Regions from separate parts of the Siniperca chuatsi genome. Here region 2 is linked to region 1. Evidence: chromatin contacts called from public Hi-C data. All regions are on one chromosome and are shown on one strand. The core of a region is the stretch at or near the end of the contact, and the rest is flanking DNA. Distances in the headings are between cores, read along the strand shown.

Region 1 (4,023 bases), core at 718-3,217:
TTTTATTATTATGATTTTTCAATGCTGTGAACACCACAAAAAGACTTCTCAGACAGAGATACCTCTAAACCTGGGCAAGTAAAACCAAAACTATCTGGATTGCTGGATACCACAAAGTTACCTTTACGGTTGTAGCTAATTTAACTACTTGATATACTGTTGGGCAATTGAACCTACACCAATGCATCATAGTTTATAAACTAGTTATATATTTTGTATGAAAAAGTCTTTATCGGAAAAAGAAAAAAACAACAACAAAAAGGAACAGGCCCAGTGTCAGGGAGGTGTGTGTGTGCATATTTAAGTAAAAGTACCAGTACAACAATATAAAAAATACTCCATTACAATTAAAATCAATGCATTCAAAATCCTACTAAACTAAAAGTACAAAAGTATTTTTAAAACAATGTACTTAAAGTATCAAAAGTAAAAGTACTTTTTCTGCAGTAAAACATCCCGTGACTGATCTTTTATTATATATGACATCATTACATTGTTAATACTGATGAATCAGTGTGTAAGCAGCATTTTACTGTTGTAGCTGGTTGAGGTGGAGCTATAGTTTTAGATACAGTGAGGGCGTTTTTGTTTCCAGCCTTGGGGTCGGGCCCTTCCAAAGGGTCACCTGAGGGGTCGTGAAATGATTAATAGGAAAGAAGAAAAAACAAAGTTCTGCTACGTAAATCTCAATTCATTTCTTGGACTTTCTCAAATCTTTGCTTTTTTATGAAATATTGGATGATTTGACTTCTTCGGGCTTCAAACAGTTAAATGAAACCATCTGAGAAGTTTAGAGGGGGAATGTCTCTTTGGTGGAACTGCTAACAACTCATAGACAATGAGTTGATTGAGTGGATTCTTTGTTAAGGGTCAGAAGCCAAATGGTTGGGAACAACTGATTCAGTCTTAATAGGGTTTTGTATTTTCTACGTTATGTTTATCATGTGTTTTTTATGTAAAAAGTATAATATTTCTCTCTGACATGTGGTGGAGTAGAAGTAAAGTATAAAGTAACATGTACTCCATTAAGTGCCTCAGAACTTTACTTATTTTACAGTTGTTGAGTAAACATACTTATTTAATTTCCACCACTGATTTGGTCCCCATGTTGAGACTACAACAGATTCCAAATATCACACGTAGAATCAACTCTAGACCTTTTGTGCACGACGTAACAATGTATGAAAACACAGCTTGCTGACCAAGAAACATTTAAGCTGTCATTCATCCAATTAACTTTGTTCCCCTAAAATTGGGAGACTTAAGGGCCACAGGTCTGACACAGTCCCTCTGATGTGGACAAACACCTTCCAATTAAAAGTGAAGGTCAGTAATTTAGCCTCATAGTCATGTTCTTTCAAATGCAATGTACTAAGTGCACAGCTAACAGCAAAAAATGTGTCACTTTCACAAGCCTACTCATGGACCACACAGTACTCTCTTTGGTACCTAGCCCTCTAATACATAGTTATTCATTTTTTTTGTAGTTGATGTAATGCGATGCTTTAAATGTAAGTCATGTGAGGGCTCTTTACAACAATAATTAGTAACCTACAACTAACTAATAGGATCGGATGATACAGCTGAAATTATCACAACATAATAACAAAGCTGGATTACCAACTCTGCAAAGTGGCCAACTGCCATGACACTCAGGGGCCCCGAACACTTAAAAGGGTTCACTGTGTGTGGCAATTACTTTGTGGTAATTGGATTAATTGCAAATTTGTTTGATAATATGCACCAAACGGAATGGTAAGCGCTGTAAGGTTGCTCCTGCATTTTTGCCTAATCTTACAGCCCTGTCTTGTTTTAATACTCCATATTCTTAATTATATGTTTATCAATTTAGAACCACATTTAGTTGGGGAATTCTGGGTGGCTAGGGGCAAACAGCAAATTTTTGCTCCGGGCTGCTATCCAGCCCTGATTTATGACTATTTTCCCATTATTTATATCACAATATGGCAAAATTACATAAAGACTACAATCCCCACAACCCACCGGGCCGGTTACGCCTTCGAGTGCGTGCCTTCGTAGCGGAGCAGACACTGCACTGTGCGAACGCGCACCCGGCCTCGGCGTTGGTTAAAGGTAAGTTTTTATTACTTATTTGTAGGAAACCGTCTTATGGAATAGTGAATGGAAACATGCGCGAAAACAGAAAGCACTGCTTTAGTCTGACATTTGAATAAGTCTAAGGTAATATAAGTAGTTCAATTGGCTGCTTCTGCCCGGTTTAGGGCTAACGTTGGGCACGCCTATGTAGGGTAGCTGCTCCGGGGTTCCAGACCTGTGTGCGCGGGCCCGGAGGAGGCATCAACACTTGGAGGAGACGGGGTATTTTTAGCAACCGGTGAAAAGACCAACGCCAGCCAGCCAGTTAGCTAACGCCTGGAAATATAATTCATCTGACGTCTAACATTAGCTGGCGGGGAGGCATGCTAGGTATATGAACTGTCTTTGCCAACCACACATGCTGAATCAACGTTAGCAAACAAGACAGCTCACAAGCTAGTAGCAGCTAGTTAGCTTACGTTAACTAGCCATACATGAGCTTTTACATTTATTAACATTACCAAATTAGCTTATTTTGCTCTCCCTCTATCCTTATTACTAACTATTTACGCGGGCCTATAACTATTTCACTTTTGTCCCTTCGCTATCTAACGTTATGGTAGGTCGTTTCGACTCCACCGCTAATTTTCAGAGCTCTCCGATTGTTCCAGTAACAACAGTGTATCGCTATGTGGAAGCACATGACTTGTGCTGTCAGTGTCACCCAAGTGAGACCAACACGGCGTGTAAAGCAAAACTCGTCTGGGCCATTTTATTTAAAGTAGTTTTAATGTTTTTTTTTCTCGCTGTGTTGGTATTCATACACTTTCAGTGCCCTGTAAGTCTGACCATGTTTTGTTGTTGTCTTTTGTTTAGTTTTGTAAATTGTCAGCATTAAGGGCGTGAATTTTACCTAAAGTAAGTGAACTAGCATAAATGAATAGATTTTTGTTTCAGGCGGAGATAAATCTATGTGATCCGGGTAGTGTATATTTTGGCATCTTCTATGCTTTTTCTTAAAGGTATGTACATCATGAGGGTATACACTGGATTTAGATATTGCATTCATCTCAGTATTGCTACATGTAAATACATACACTCAGTTGCCATGAATGATTATTTTTTGTTGAAACTGTTTTAGAGAGGTGTTTCTAATATTAAGTGAACCCTGACTGATATAAATGGGGTGGACAAAATATTAGACACACCTGACAGGTCTCCCATAGGTGTTCAGTTGGGTTGAGATCTGGTGACTGAAGGCCACAGCATATGATTCACATATTTTTCCTACTCACAGCCAACCAACCTAGTGGCGTCTTTCTGACCGGTTTCCCTTCTGTCTCTCCATCTTCCCAGTGTGTGTTGCAGGGTGAGTCAGGATGGTGGACCAGCCTCTGTGGGAGCAGATAGGATCCAGCTTCGTGCAGCACTACTACCAGATGTTTGACTCTGACAGAGCACAACTCGGATCCATATATGTGAGTGTGACAGAACCATGCTTTCGTTCAGTTATGAGATGTCTTACCACAGGACTGGGCTGCGCTTGTTAATTAACTTAATTTATGAATGCAGCACAAATCTAACAAGAACATTGGTAGCTGCTGAAGAAGACAGAGCCTGCATAAATAGGAATGGGGCCTGTTCTTATGTGCTCTCAGCACAAATTTTAAGTAGTTTCCTTGATCAATAATAGATTCATTATTAACAATTTATTAGACACAATCTATTGCTCAAATGTTAACAGAGAAAATTGATTAAGCTATATCATCTCTTTCTGACATCCAAAAATGTGATTTAAAAAAAAAAACTCAAACATTTTCCACAAAATTAGTGTTTTCCTTGGATTTATCAGTGACATGGATACTATCCTAGCGAGAAGGACACATCATTGCGCAGCACTGTCAAAGCATTGCCACATGCATTTAGAGCTGAAAGTCAGTTAACCAATTAGTCGATGGACAGAAA
Region 2 (4,566 bases), core at 1,783-4,282, 34 kb before region 1:
AAGCAGCTAAATGGAATCCAGCCATCATTCATTTTATTATTTACACCTGAGCTTTTCCTACTGTGACATGTCAAAATGTGTTGTGTGGCCTATTGTTTAAATTCCAGTAAGTTAATTCAAGGGCTTGTGAGCCCTTTAAATGAAGCAGTGTGTGTTTGTGACCCCTTGTCAAAGGTTATGGCCTCAGTATGGACATGAGAGTGGGTTTTCATACATTTATTGTTTAATTTGAAAGATTTTTACAGGCCTAAAGAAGTTAAAGTTTCCAATATTTTACAAAGAAAATTACTGAGAGTTAGAAGAGAAGATCAATACCACTCCTATGCTGCCTGGCAACCTTACGATGACGATAAGACACCAGTAAGTCATTGGTCCAGTCAAGAAATAGTTACAGGATGTAACTTATTAGATTAGATTAGATTCAGCTTTATTGTCATTACACATTGTGCAACGAAATGCAGTTTAGGTCTAACCAGAAGTGCAATAAGCAAGTGCAGGATATAAAGTATGTGCATAAATGCAGGATAGAGCAGTATTATGAAAATATTTTACAAGTGGTATTATGGACATTATATACAGATGGCATTACTATAAACAGAACTTATGGTAAAACCATAAATTGTTGTTTTCACATTTTGGATTTTGTACAGAATAAACAAACGAGATACAACATGTTAATTAATGAGTTTTAGAGGTGCTGGTAGGCAGATTTTTGACTTTTTACTTTAGGAGAGCCAAGCTGGCTGTTTCCCCGTTTCCAGTCTTTATGCTAAGCTAAGCTAACCATCTTCTGGCTCTAGCTTCATTTTTATCGTACAAACATGACAGTGGTATCGATCTTCTCATCCAATTCTATTTCCAAAAATTTCAAACTATTCCTTTAACCATCTTGTGACCCCTCAGATTCAACCCACATGTTGGAAGCCACTGACTTTAAGACTCTCTAGTCTTATAGTCAGTGTACAGCAGCTCAGCTGAACATGCAATAATGTGTAACTTGTCTACAGACAAGCATACAATTCAACAAATTTATGAAGAAAAGAGTTTCCAATTATAAATGAATAATGCATTAATATTTACTTGGTTTTAAATTAAACAAAATGACCTATAATTACATTACATAGTTCTTTCTAGGAAACTTCCTAAGAAATTGTTTATTTAAGGAATTTAAAGAAATTACACACCCATAAAATAAAGTGTTACCATACAGTATATTTGAAGTATAAGTTTATACGTTCCTTTATGACTTCACAATAGGAACCATCAAGCACACTAAAACTTTTTGTTTGATTTCTTGGTATGGGAAACTCACAGTGCAAAACAAAAATCGTTTGTTCAGCATTGTTAAAGTAGCCAGCAAAATAATTGGCATGCAGCAGCTTTCTTTAGCAGATATTTATGACAGACAAGTTTTGCGGAAGGCACAGTCTTAGCCAGCTCTGACCACCCTTCTCAGATCTAATTTTATGTCAGTGCTCTTAACCATGTCTTTCTTTTCAGTTGATAAAACCTCAAATAACCACTGAAAAAGAGAAAGAAGCTTTGTGTACAGCGGGTACCGCAGAGCAAGAGGTGCTAGTAACTGCAAGATGAACAAGCAGTATAGCCAACGTGTAGTCTGACCTCAAATAACCTTTATGTATTTATATACCCTTCTTAAAAGAGGCTGTAAAGCAATCTCTACAGGGTTACATGTGTCCAGTAGACTGCCTATCCAATAGAAATATGCAGTACTGACACCAATATTGATCAGATTCCTGTATGTTCCACAAAGCTAACAGACAACCTCAGGAACGACATTTTATAGAAGAGCAGAAACGGTGTTCTGTCTTTCTTTGAAAGTAACGGCTCTCTAAAAGAGAAGATAGATCGCAGTCACTTTGGTCCAGTGAATCTAAACCAGCTGACTAATGTCTAGTAAAACATACAGCTTGGATCTACAAAGATCATATCATTGTGATTTCAGTACAACAAAGAGCTGACAAAAACGCCGGACTGGAGGTCTACAGCATGATTCCTCTACAGGGAGAGAAAACAACTACATTTGCTAACATCAGACACTTGCAGTTATTTGGATGACGAGCTTGTTATGTTAAGTTTTACACTAATCCAGTTTCGCATTAAGTCCTCTTCCTGAACTGACCAAGCTGAAAGGGACCTGAACCTGACAGCGTTCAGCATCAGCTCGCTGCCGCTCTTCAATCACAGCTTGTCTGTCGTTGCCAAAAAGCAAAGCAGGGTTAGTGAAAGTAGGTCGTGGGTGAGCCGAGATATTAGATGCGTACTTGTACATGTGTATGTGTGTGTATCTGTGAGCATGTAATAAAGAATTGTTTTTGACAAATATATTTATGGGCATTTTATTTTTTCAGCACATCAAGACATATACAAATGTATCCCTCCCAGTCGCCCTCGTCCCACCCCCAGTCCCCCTCTGTCAATAATCTTGACACAAAGTTACCAAAAGATAAAGTAAATAATAACAACGAAAATAAAATAACATAGACATTATTTAGTAAACCAAGTAAGTAAATAGCCTAAACAAAAAAAAACAATTACAAAAAAACATAAATAAATCAAAATTAAATAAATGGATAAAAGAGACATATTACATGTCAAATTATTAAGTCTTAACAATGAAATGTAATAAAGTGTTTGTTGTTGTTTGTGTCACGTGCATTAGTATGTTTCTTTTAACTTGAGCACATACTGTCTGTAATGCAGTCTGTTGAGCACACGTGTATTTACTTTACTTTGGGGGGGGGGGGTTGGAGGTATTAGATTAATCTGCTGACAGGGATATTGCATCTAAAGCCAGGCTCACTGCTCCAACATGCTAATGAAATGGGCAGGCCTCCACAGCAGGATCAGACACAGAGGTCAGCAGTAGAGAACATTGTACTATGAAGAGACACACACATATACTGTATATATAAACGCAAATGAATGCGTGAGTTCACCAGACGCACATAGATGCACAGGCAAGTGGGGACAAACACAAACAAGTACACTCAGAGACCCAATCAGTCAGTCCATGACACACACAGATAAATCCAAGTTCAGAACAAGCACACACTGGCACAAACACACTGAGTCAGTCAGAGTTAAGGCAATCAACAGTAATCTATCTACCAGGGCTACAGACCATCTGTAGTGGAAACCTAGCAACTAAAAATATCTTCATAACTAATGTGTGAGCAGGTTTGGAAAACACGTCCATCCACGCAACGCTGTTCCACACTATTCCACCCTTTGTGTGACATTTGACACATGTGAATCAAGAAGAGAGGAGTGTGTGTGTGTGTGTGTGTGTGTGTGTGTGTGTGCGTGCGCGTATGTATCTGGAGTCTGCTGAACTGCCTGCCCTGGTGTCCACAGCATTCCACAAACCTCGGCCACTGGACGGATCTTGATTTGTCAATAAGCAGGTCAAATGGCCCCAGCCAGGGCTGGAAGCCCCAGAACGTGATTGGTCAGAGCAGAGGAGTGGTCTGATTGGTTGGGAGAGGCAAGGGGCTTTATTCAGGCTCTCGGCTGCTAAATGGCTACTACGCTTCCTCCTATGTCATTAGAGATCGCTGAACCGTTCACGGATGTCATTGTATGTGTGTGAGTGTGAGTGTGTTTGTGTTTTGGTGAGTGTATGGTGGGCAGAGGGTTGAGGGCACAAGAAGAAAGATAAGGCCCAACCAAAAAAAAAGAAGAATATTCACAGTGGAAAAATGGAAGACAACGAAGAAAACGGAGATATTCCTCCTCTGTGCTTTGAACTCTTTTTCCAGATCCATTTTCAACTTACATGAATAAATTACGTTACACTCTGCATTGCCATTTTGTTGGCAAATAACAGTGCCCAATAAAGGTTTATGTGTCAGTAGACAAAGGCTTGGATGATTGTTGTCAGACTGTCTTGTGTATTAAATCAAGAATCAAGAATCAAGAATTTGTTTGTTTAGTCTTGTGTTATTTCATACTTGGTGGTTGTGTTTTGTTTTGGGCTAAATTCCGAACTTAAAGGGTGACTCCACTGATTTTACACATCAAAGTCAGTCTACTCATAATGAGCACTACTCAGCCTGTGAAAGTAGTCGTATAATGTCATCTGTGGCTCTCGAGGGGCTTAACAACATAAAATAACCCTGATGATGTCATCTGGGTTATCTCAGTTTGGGTGTGGAGACTACAAATTTAGTTATGGAGTTTGAAAGATGTGGGAGTTTACCACACAGGGAGGGTCCAATGAAAGATCCTATTGTGTTGCATTATGGGAAGTGTAGTATGATGGAACCTGTGTTTTTGGGGCTTAAAGCTACACTGTAGAGTTCCTGACCACTAGTGGTGCTATGGAGCAATGTTTTTACATGTGAGTCTCTGTTTTGTTTATATCATGCATGCACGTGAGCATATGGGCGTCCCAGTACACATTTCTGTCGCCAGTTAAACACTCTTCCGCTGATGGACAGTTGGCTATAAGCTGCCAACAAACTTAGTAATGCACAGGGAAAGGCAGGGAAGAAGAAGATGGCTAGCTAGCAAACATGAGTGTAAACAATGCATGGTTTAAAA

What was found. A called contact is a pair of places that touch in the nucleus more often than the background predicts.
Region 2: a contact with region 1 is called in a Hi-C map of skeletal muscle, with 3 times the contacts expected there. The contact joins the enhancer-like site here to the promoter of nutf2 in region 1. A contact is called at or near these places in 2 of 3 Hi-C or Micro-C datasets (liver and skeletal muscle).

Annotation. Positions count from the first base shown.
Region 1 is chrLG4:23,633,993-23,638,015 of ASM2008510v1, reverse strand. It overlaps nutf2 (nuclear transport factor 2), which reads left to right and starts at 1,967. Exons shown (of 5, transcript XM_044192887.1): 1 at 1,967-2,094; 2 at 3,415-3,536. The coding sequence starts at 3,438.
Region 2 is chrLG4:23,668,672-23,673,237 of ASM2008510v1, reverse strand. All of the region lies in intron 3 of ranbp10 (ran-binding protein 10), which reads right to left. Among protein-coding and RNA genes, the nearest start is that of ranbp10, 22 kb to the right of the region's middle. Within about 2 kb of position 3,032, the one cell type or tissue checked has an H3K27ac peak away from gene starts, as active enhancers do. A contact at or near this core is called in liver, where this site is marked.